3 separate regions of the Mus musculus genome follow, and regions 1 and 3 are each linked to region 2. A link is a contact called in public Hi-C and HiChIP or PLAC-seq data. All regions are on one chromosome and are shown on one strand. Each heading gives the region's core, a stretch centred on a gene start, on an enhancer-like site or on the middle of the called end of the contact. The rest is flanking DNA. Distances are from core to core; before and after follow the strand shown. Region 1 has its middle 6.1 kb from the start of Gm30536. Region 2 holds the start of 5031425F14Rik (RIKEN cDNA 5031425F14 gene). Region 3 holds the start of Platr29 (a long non-coding RNA gene).

Evidence for each region. A called contact is a pair of places that touch in the nucleus more often than the background predicts. HiChIP or PLAC-seq counts read pairs in DNA pulled down with a chosen protein or histone mark.
Region 1: a Hi-C map of bone marrow-derived macrophages shows a contact between it and region 2, with 24 read pairs. The contact joins the enhancer-like site here to the promoter of 5031425F14Rik in region 2. A contact is called at or near these places in 1 of 15 datasets of contacts at CTCF or cohesin (pro-B cells), 14 of 484 Hi-C or Micro-C datasets (B cells, the G1E-ER4 cell line, the P5424 cell line and 6 more), 13 of 115 datasets of contacts at active chromatin or transcription factors (acute myeloid leukemia, bone marrow-derived macrophages, embryonic basal ganglia and 4 more) and 3 of 9 other capture datasets (embryonic stem cells, embryonic tail and embryonic trunk).
Region 3: an H3K27ac HiChIP or PLAC-seq map of microglia shows a contact between it and region 2, with 4 times the contacts expected there. The contact joins the promoter of Platr29 here to the promoter of 5031425F14Rik in region 2. A contact is called at or near these places in 3 of 115 datasets of contacts at active chromatin or transcription factors (bone marrow-derived macrophages, embryonic stem cells and microglia) and 2 of 9 other capture datasets (embryonic tail and liver).

Annotation. Positions count from the first base shown.
Region 1 is chr2:166,186,776-166,189,809 of GRCm38.p6, forward strand. No RefSeq gene overlaps it. Among named protein-coding and RNA genes, the nearest start is that of Gm30536, 6.1 kb to the right of the region's middle. Within about 2 kb of position 1,431, at least 19 of the 459 cell types and tissues checked have an H3K27ac peak or open chromatin away from gene starts, as enhancers often do. A contact at or near this core is called in bone marrow-derived macrophages, embryonic tail and uterus, where this site is marked.
Region 2 is chr2:166,445,741-166,448,873 of GRCm38.p6, forward strand. 5031425F14Rik (RIKEN cDNA 5031425F14 gene) reads left to right here and starts at 1,711. Exons shown (of 3, transcript NR_015558.3): 1 at 1,711-2,907.
Region 3 is chr2:165,980,230-165,982,974 of GRCm38.p6, forward strand. It overlaps Platr29 (a long non-coding RNA gene), which reads right to left and starts at 1,427. Exons shown (of 3, transcript XR_001783549.1): 1 at 743-1,427.

The sequences.
Region 1 (3,034 bases), core at 181-2,680, 260 kb before region 2:
AGGGCTCAGGGCCAAGGGCAGGGCTCTTGGATGGCCCAGAAGTGCGAACATTCTATGAACATCTGAGTTCTCAGTGGGGTTTGTGGGGGGGTCAAGAATGGCGCTTCAGCTGGCAGGTCAGGGTGCTGATGGTGCCCCTCTTCCCTCAGGGCAAATATCAGGATGTGACCAGAGCTGTTAGGTCTGAGCCTGGGCCCCTGCAGCTCTGACAGACTAGGCTGAGCCATTCATCCCTAATATTCCAATTGAAGAGGCAGGTCACAGTGAAAGGCAGAGGAAAGAGCTCTCTACCTTAGGGTTCCCATGTGAGGTTTAGCTTTAAATAGAGGGCAAGGTTTCAACAGCTCAGCAGCCCTGGCTAAAGCATGATCCTTCCCAGCACTGTCTCAGCTCCGGGCCTCAGGTCTATCCCGTGTGTGACCTGCCAATAGTGTGTGGAATCTCTTTCTGAAAGGCAAATTCCTCTGCCTGGGAGCAGGCTGCAGCCTCTTTCTTCACTGTGCATGGGATTCCTGGGGAAATCTTAACTTCTTGGAGGTCCATTAATAGTCTGATATTCAGAGAGAGGGACACAGTGTCTTTCTAAGGTATCTTTTCTCCTGTCAGAATAGTTACAAGGGGGCTAGTCTGTTGCCAACATATCCCAGATCACAGAGAGAGCATACTGGCCACCAACCGCTCCAACAAGTCCGATTTTCTCTCTGCCCTTTGCAGACTTGTGCTAGATTCCTTTTCCAGCCAGTGGGAGATGGATGGTTTCATTACTTGTGGCGCTCAGCAATAAATCTCGCAGTAGCAGTGGAGGCGAGCTCTTTCCCCAGGTTACCTCCCGTCCTGTGATTCATCACGCTTAATCTTTCCTTTACCTTTGAATCTGGGGGCTGGGGAGGAGCAGAGGCCCCGGGGACTGAGGGGCTGTCACTCCTCAGAGGCTGAGAAGAAGGGACTGTCTGCTGACAGGGTCACAGCTCGAGGTGGACTGGAGCAATGGCAGCCTCAGTGTAAGGGAAGGGACTGTAAAGGGACCTTGGGGGAACTGCCACTCCTGGTTTGCCAAGAAAGTCTTCCAGAGAAGAAGGGGAGAAAGCTGACTGTCAGACAGAAAGGAAGCAGCCGTAAAGTTCTCCGCCAGGGGAGTGCTGAAGAATCTAATTCCCGATGAAATGTGTTCTTGTTTGTGTACAATTAATTTTCCTCCCAAATGAAGGGCTTTGTCTCTCACTCTGTGTTTCAATAGCAACCGCGCAATTAAGGCAGCGCGCGCGTCTCTCCTCAGAAAGGGGCAGCTTGGTGCTAACATGGTGGGAAGCAAACATTGCTTGGATTGGTTCCTGGTTCTAAGGAAATTAAAAAGAAAACACAAAGGAAGGAAGAAAACACCTCCAAATAGAGACTTGGCCACACAGGGATGGCGTCACTAGAGGAATGGGGAAGTCCTGAGAATGGAGGCCAGGGACGCCTGCTCTCACTGAGGGAGACTTGGAGGAGTGCTCAGGGGGGAGGTCCCAGAGTTTTTGGAAACTAGAATGATGAGTTAGGTTGCCCTGGGTCTAGGTGGGAGGGGCATGTGAGTGAAGCAGGCTACACTGTTTCTCCTTGCAAGTTCATTTTATCTGCTGTAGCTACACTCAGAAAAAATACTTAGTCACTTTGAGCAGTTGCCCTTTTACAACTGTCCTTGGAGCTGAAGGAACTCGGCATTTTCTTTTCCCAGTTTTCACGTGTTCATGTGTATGTGTGTGTGCATGCGTGTGCACGTGTGTGTGTGTACAGATGTACATGTACTTGGAGGCCTGGGGTTGGAAATCCACCACCTCGATGGATCTTCCGCTTAGGCCATTGAGGCAGAGTCTCTCAATCAAACCTAGAATTCACTGGCATGGCTGGTTCTTGCCACCCACCTTGCTCTAGAACACCCTCCCCCACCCATCTGCCTTCAGAGGCTGCAGTTATAGGGCCACCGGTTGTTCCCATTTCTGTGGGTTTCTGGGGATCAGGAGTCTGGCCTTCATGCTTTCATCCCAAGCACTTTCAAACGCTGAGCCATCTCCCAAGCTCTATGGAACTCTTGCCCCAACTATATACTTCAGTGTGTGTGTATGCATCTGTGTGTGAGTGTGTGTGTATGTGTGCATGTGTGCACATGTGTATATAGGTCTACCTACAGAGGCCAGAAGTGAGCCTCAGATTCCTTGAAGCTGGAGTGACAGGCTTTGGTAAGCCACTTGATGTGGGTCCTGGAACTCTGGACTCCTGTCTCCTGATAGAGCAGTGAGTGCCCTTAACTGCTGAGCCATCTCTCGAGCTTTGGCTTGGCTTTGTGTTCACCTTATTGATTGATAGTTTTAAAAACGTCCTTACTGCTTTGTCTTGACACAAAGGTGGTCTCATTCCACTCATCTTTTAAAGTCTCTGGTTGATGGTGGAAGCCTTCGCTCTGTGCCCCCCCACCCCGTGTTCTCCATCTTCTAGCGTCTCACGTGTGTGGGATCCCCTCAGACCTCAAGTGTCTGTGCACTCCTCTGTCGGCTTGTGAGGGCTTGTGGGATGGTGGGACGGACTGAAACAGTGAGGCTAGCCGGTTGTCAGTCTCAGTTACATCTATGAAGTCCCTTGTCCCATGTTAACTAATGTGACCGTGGGCAACGCCTCAGATGGCAGAGCTCCAAGGGACCCATCCAATGTTGAGGAGATAACCCAACTGGTAAAGAGTGAAAACATTGATCAGAAATTTCAGAGATGTGTGTGGCCACTGAGTCATAGAGACTCAGGCAAAGCCACCATGTGACAGACGACCTTCAAGAGCGACACAAACATCAGAGGTTTTCTGTGTACCCGAAGACACCTTGTATCATGGCGGTTCTTCAAGGCGCACCAACATTATGAGCCAACAGTTTCAGCCTTTGGGGGCTAAGCCCTTAGTCTATAGCCGTACCAACCCAAATGCTCCTGATCTCAGAAGCTAAGCAGGGTCGGCCTGGGTAGTCCTTGGATGGGAGAAAGCTGACTGAACTTACTGTTGGACCTGGCAACC
Region 2 (3,133 bases), core at 461-2,960:
ATGGAGCAGAGGCGACAGTGAGCTCAGCCTGTCCCTTTATAAAGAGACAGAGGAACCTGCCTGGGGAGGATGCCTGTGTGGTTAAATCAGGGCTGTGGCTGGGACCAGGACACAGGTTGAAATCAGCTGTCCCCTCTCCAGCTGTGCCCTGCACAGGGCTGCGTTAGGAAGAAGCTCTGCAGCCTGAGAGTGCACAGCACACAGGCACACGGGGACCTGGCGCTACCAGACACACTGGTGGGGCTTAGATCCCTCCATGCTCTGTGGAAGCGTCTCATGGAAGCCACTCCACAGTCCCAGGGGTGACAGCGGGGTCTGTCACTCTCCTACTTCCTGGGTGTCACACTGGGGCAGAAGAACAAGCGCTAAGCTGTATGTAAGCGCCCTGCCTGTGCTCCTGTAGGAACAGGAAGAAAGCCACTCTCCATCCATGTCCCAGAGTGGGGACAGGGAGAGACCCTCTTCCTGTGGAAGCCCCTGTTTGTTCCTGCAGCCTGACCCAGCCTGCTCTTTTCTTATTTGTTCTTTGTTCTAACCAGCCCATCCAGGGCTCAGAGAGGAGATGAATAAGAAGTGTCCTTCTTGGAGACCCCTGGGATGTCTGGTGTTGGAGCTGTATAGCAGTGGTGTGTTTTCTGTCCCTGTGACTTCCACTTTCCCAGTGAAGTAAACAGTACCATGATAAATCTCTCTGCTGCCCCTTCATGTGGGCCACATGGTCAGTGGTAGGTTTTTAAAAAACCTTAGTCAACAAAATTCAACGTTTCTGCTTGGTGAGATTACACTGGCAACTCCTGGGTTGTGTGAGCTACCCTGTGTGTCTAATCCACCACCCTTCCTTTGCTATAAGGATCCAGATTAAGTTCCACCTGATAGTGTGAACCGTCCCCTTGGGTTCCTGGGCTTGACCACCTAGTGTCCTGTCAGCAGCTCTGTTTGGGGGATTTTAGAATCCTTCTATATATAGGGTCTAGTTGGAGGAAGTGAGTCACTTGTGGCTGGGCCTTTCTTAGCCCCACCCCTGGTATAGCAGTCCTGGCTGTTTCCTGAGCCTCTAGGCCAGTGGTTCTCAAACTTCCTAATACAGTGACCCTTTGATACACTTCCTCATGTTGTGGTGACCTCCAACCACAAAATTATTTGTTGCTACTTCATAACTGTAATTTGTTGCTCTCGTGAATCATAACGTATGTATCTGATACACAGGATCTGATATGTGAGTCCCAAAGGGGTCACAACCCATAGATTGAAAACCAGTGCTCTAGGATCTAAGCAAGCAGTGGGAGATTCCGGCAGCCACAGTGGGGAGTCACAGGGGACTCTGCCATGAATGCCTTTCCCACCATGAGAAAGGGCGCTTTGTCACCATGTGAACCCAGAGGAAGCCTTGGTCCCTTAAGGTGTATCTTCCGTGAATGTCACTCAGATGTGTAACTACCTGTGACTGCCACCCTTTGCCCTTGTTAAACTAGGTGGTCATGGCCTGTGGCTGGCCTGGCAGCTTTAATCTTTGGGTTCTTTGCCCACAAGAGTCCAGATGCACTTCATCTGAAGAGTGAAATTCAACCTTATGTCTACTTCTCATCCATATTTATTTGCCCTGAGCTTAAGCACACACCCACTGCTGCCTAAGGTTTGAAAGACCCCCCAACTTCCAGAACCCCCTTCACTTCCTCTCCTTCCCCATCTTTCCCACAAGAAGAGGGCTACAGGAGAGCCACAGACTCCAGAAGCAACACATGACCATTGGCCTCCCCAGAACTTCCTGGGACTTGCCTCACACCCTGCTTTCACGCTCTAGGCTCCTTTCTTTCTCTGGTGATATTTCCTCCCAATAACTCTGAGCTGGAGCAGCCCTGAGCTGGAGAGACTCTGAACTGGAGCAGCCCTGAGCTGGAGCAGCCCTATGCTGGAGGGACCCTGAGCTGGAGCAGCCCTGTGCTGGAGGGACCCTGAGCTGGAGCAGCCCTGTGCTGGAGGGACCCTGAGCTGGAGCAGCCCTGTGCTGGAGGGACCCTGAGCTGGAGCAGCCCTGTGCTGGAGGGACCCTGAGCTGGAGCAGCCCTGTGCTGGAGGGACCCTGAGCTGGAGCAGCCCTGTGCTGGAGGGACCCTGAGCTGGAGCAGCCCTGTGCTGGAGGGACCCTGAGCTGGAGCAGCCCTGTGCTGGAGGGACCCTGAGCTGGAGCAGCCCTGTGCTGGGACCCTGAGCTGGAGCAGCCCTGAGCTGGAGAGACTCTGAATTGGAGCAGCCCTGAGCTGGAGAGACTCTGAGCTGGAACAGCCCTATGCTGGAGGGACCCTGAGCTGGAGCAGCCCTGTGCTGGAGGGACCCTGAGCTGGAGCAGCCCTGTGCTGGAGGGACCCTGAGCTGGAGCAGCCCTGTGCTGGAGGGACCCTGAGCTGGAGCAGCCTTGTGCTGGAGAGACCCCGAGCTGGAACAGCCCCGAGCTGGAACAGTCCCGAGCTGCCTCTCTTGTTAGGAGTGAGCTGGTTTATCTGTGGGTCACGGAGGTGTACTGAGCTCCATCTGCAGATCAGTTAATCGCTAACAAATGTGGGCGAGTTTTCACCCAGCACAGACCACAGGCCGTGTCTCAGACGCTTTGCCAAGCCATTTTGGAGCTGTAAGCAACTGGCCTGCTTCCAAGCTGAATCTGTTCTGGCACACAGAGGCCATGAGCCTGTGAAGCTCTGACTCTGGCACTGGGATTGGGTTCGTGAGGAATCATGAGCCATGAGATGGCCTCCAGTCGGTCAGCAGGGCAGGAAGGGACTAGGACTCAGGATTAGGGGCCGAGTCATCACTGACCTTCACAGCGACCTCTGCACTGGCAGAGGTGGGAAGTGGGGTTTTCAGAACGCCTGCTTCGGTTGCTGGGCACTCTGCTTGGTTAGAGAGATGGTGGTAAGTTTGTCTGCCTCCATTTCCAAGTGGGCCGTCACAGGCATAACGGGGTTGGAGATACCAACAGACCAAAGAAGAAAAGCAACAGCTCGGTTATCACTAAGCCTTTCCATGGCTCACTGATGAGGACGTGAGAAGTTGGTAACCCACACCCCACAGTGACAGGGACTCCCTTTCAGACACTGCCATGAGTTGTCACGACAGCAGCAGTGGTGACTGTGACACC
Region 3 (2,745 bases), core at 177-2,676, 470 kb before region 2:
AATATGTTTGAAGGCAGCCTGGGTAACAGGAGCCTGCACCACCAACCCCCCCCCCCCAGGGGAAAAAAAGCCCAAGGAAACCCATCCTTTCCTAAGAGGAGCCACCATTTCCTGTGTGGTATGGCTCCTGCAGGACCTGTCTCCTGCGTGTAGAGGTCAGAGGTCGGTGGGTACTCTCCCTCCACTATGTAGGCTCTGGGATGGGACTCAGGCCCTCTCTCTTGGAAGGAAGCCTCACAAGTGTCTCACCGTCTTCTTCGTTCTCTTTGTTGCTTAAAGCTTTATTTTATTGTTTGTTTATGTACACTTGTGTGCACATGTGAGTGTGTGTGCCTGCTCTCTCACAGGCCAGAACCCCTGGAGGTGGAGTTATATATAGATTAGTGTGGGGTGCTGGGAACCTAACCTGTTACATTGCAAGAACAACCAGGGCGATGAGCCACCTCTCCAGCTCCCCTTCATTCTTTTTTTTTTTTTTTTTTAATATTTATTTATTTTATTTTAGTACACTGTAGTTGTCTTCAGACACCCCAGAAGAGGGCATCAGATTTCATTACAGATGGTTGTGAGCCACCATGTGGTCGCTGGGATTTGAACTCAGAACCTCTAGAAGAGCAGTCAGTGCTCTTACTGCTGAGCCATCTCTCCAGCCCCCTTCATCCTTTTTTAATAACTGAAAAATACATTGTGTGAACCAGTCATGGGTGAGCACTGCGGACATCTGGTAGACCTGTGTATATACCTGGAGGTCCAAGTCCCTGGGTTATGTGGCTCTTCCTTCTGTCGTTGTTGTTGAACCTTTTGGGAGCTGCTAGGTGGTTTTCTGAACAGCCTATACTTTCCACAGCATCTTACAATGTCCTGTGTCGTCTGTTGATTCTAGGCATTTGTGCTAACAAGAGATGGTGGCTCAGTGACCTAGATAGGAAAGAAGGAAAGGAAGCATTATCTTAGGATTTCTTTATAATGTGTTTCCTTCCTTCCTTCCTTCCTCCCTTCCTTCCTTTCTTTCTTTTTAAAAATGTGTTTCAAGATAGGATTTTTCTATGGAGCCCTGGGATCGAAGCAGTGAGCACCACTGTCTCAGTTTTTGTGGGGGAGAGGGATGGGAGAGGTAGGGTTTCATGTTGCCCAGATCTCTTCCAGCTAGCTTTGTCCAAGGTGACCTTGAACTCCTAATCCTCCTTCCTCCACCTCCGGAATGCTGAAATGCTCTGTGTGAGCCACCACGACCTGTTTTTGTGGGGCTGAAGGATGGCTGGAATTCAGGGCTGCATGCAAACTAGACTCTAGCAACTGAGGGATGTCCTCAGACTTTTTTTTTCCTCTTTCATTTTCTTTTTGAGACAGTGTTGTCTCTCACTCTGTAGGTCTCACTGGCCCACCTCTGCCTCCCGAGAGCAGGGGAAAGGGTGTTCACAACTGCCATTTTTTTTTTTTTTATCTTACATATGCTAGGCTGCCCAGCATATGTAAGTACTCACTAGAATACCTCATTAGCCTTGAATTCTAGGCTGCCTTCCTGCCTCTGCCTGGTGAGAGCTGGGATTGCTAATTAATGTCACCACACCCTGCTTTGTCTGGGGTTCTGAGACGAGGCATACTGAACTGAACCTTTTGAAGGTTTAGTCCAGGTTCCTTTAGAAAGCCACTCCAGCAGGGTGGAGGTGGCACACACCTTTATCCCAGCACTCAGGAGGCAGACGCAGGTGGATTTCTGAGTTAGAGGCCAGCCTGGTCTACAAAGTGAGTTCCAGGACAGCCAGGGCTATATAGAGAAACCCTGTCTCGAAAAACCAACAACAACAACAACAACAAACAAACAAACAAACAAAAATAACAAAACAAACAAACAAAAAAAAAGAAAGCCACTCTCCGGGCTCTTGTTCACATGTTCACTTTGGAAAGTCTACTTCGACTTCTGATAAGATTTTGGGAGACCGATCTGTCTTGGTTGTCTCTCTGTACCAGCTGCTCAAACTGTGGGTTGAGATCCTTTCTTTGGGAGCTGAATGACCCTTTAGTAGGAAACACAGATATTTACACAAAAGTAGCAAAACTGCAGTTATAAAGTAGCAGTGACAATAATTTAATGGTTGGGGGTCACTATAGCATGCAGAACTGTCTTAAAAGGTCACAGCATTAGGAAGGCTGAGAGCACTGCTCTAAATTCTTGAATTGAAGGACTTCCTCCCAACTGGCAGTGGAACCCAGGGCCTTGGGCAAGCTAGGCAGGGAATGTCCACCAGTGACCTGCACAGAACACCTCAGCTCTTCATAGATGGCTTTTAGGCAAACACCCTAGCAACTGAAAGCTAGCTCTCACCCTACCTTTTCTCAGCCTGCTCAAGCAGGGTTGTAACTTCCTACAGTGTGAGCCCTAGGCCTTCCATCCTGCCTTGAGATTTACATAACCACCCAAGCCCCGCCCCCCAAAGGCCGGGCTCCTCCCTTTCTGGAGCCTGGTTGTTAACTTCACACAAACAGGCTTGGTTCTCCGTTCCATTTTTTGTTTTTTTGTTTTTGGCTTCTGGGGATTTCCCGTACTTTCTCGTGAACTCAGTTATTCATTTGAAAGATCAGTTGTCCTTTACTTAGAATTTCCACTTGTCTGCGTGGGGGCGGAGTGTTCAGTACTGCCTACTCTGGAGTGTTGCTGGAAATGGCCACCTTGGCTTTCAGGACACCGCTTCTTTTGGGGCTCTTCGTTCCACCTGGCATCTCTGGGTGTTCCTTCACATGTAA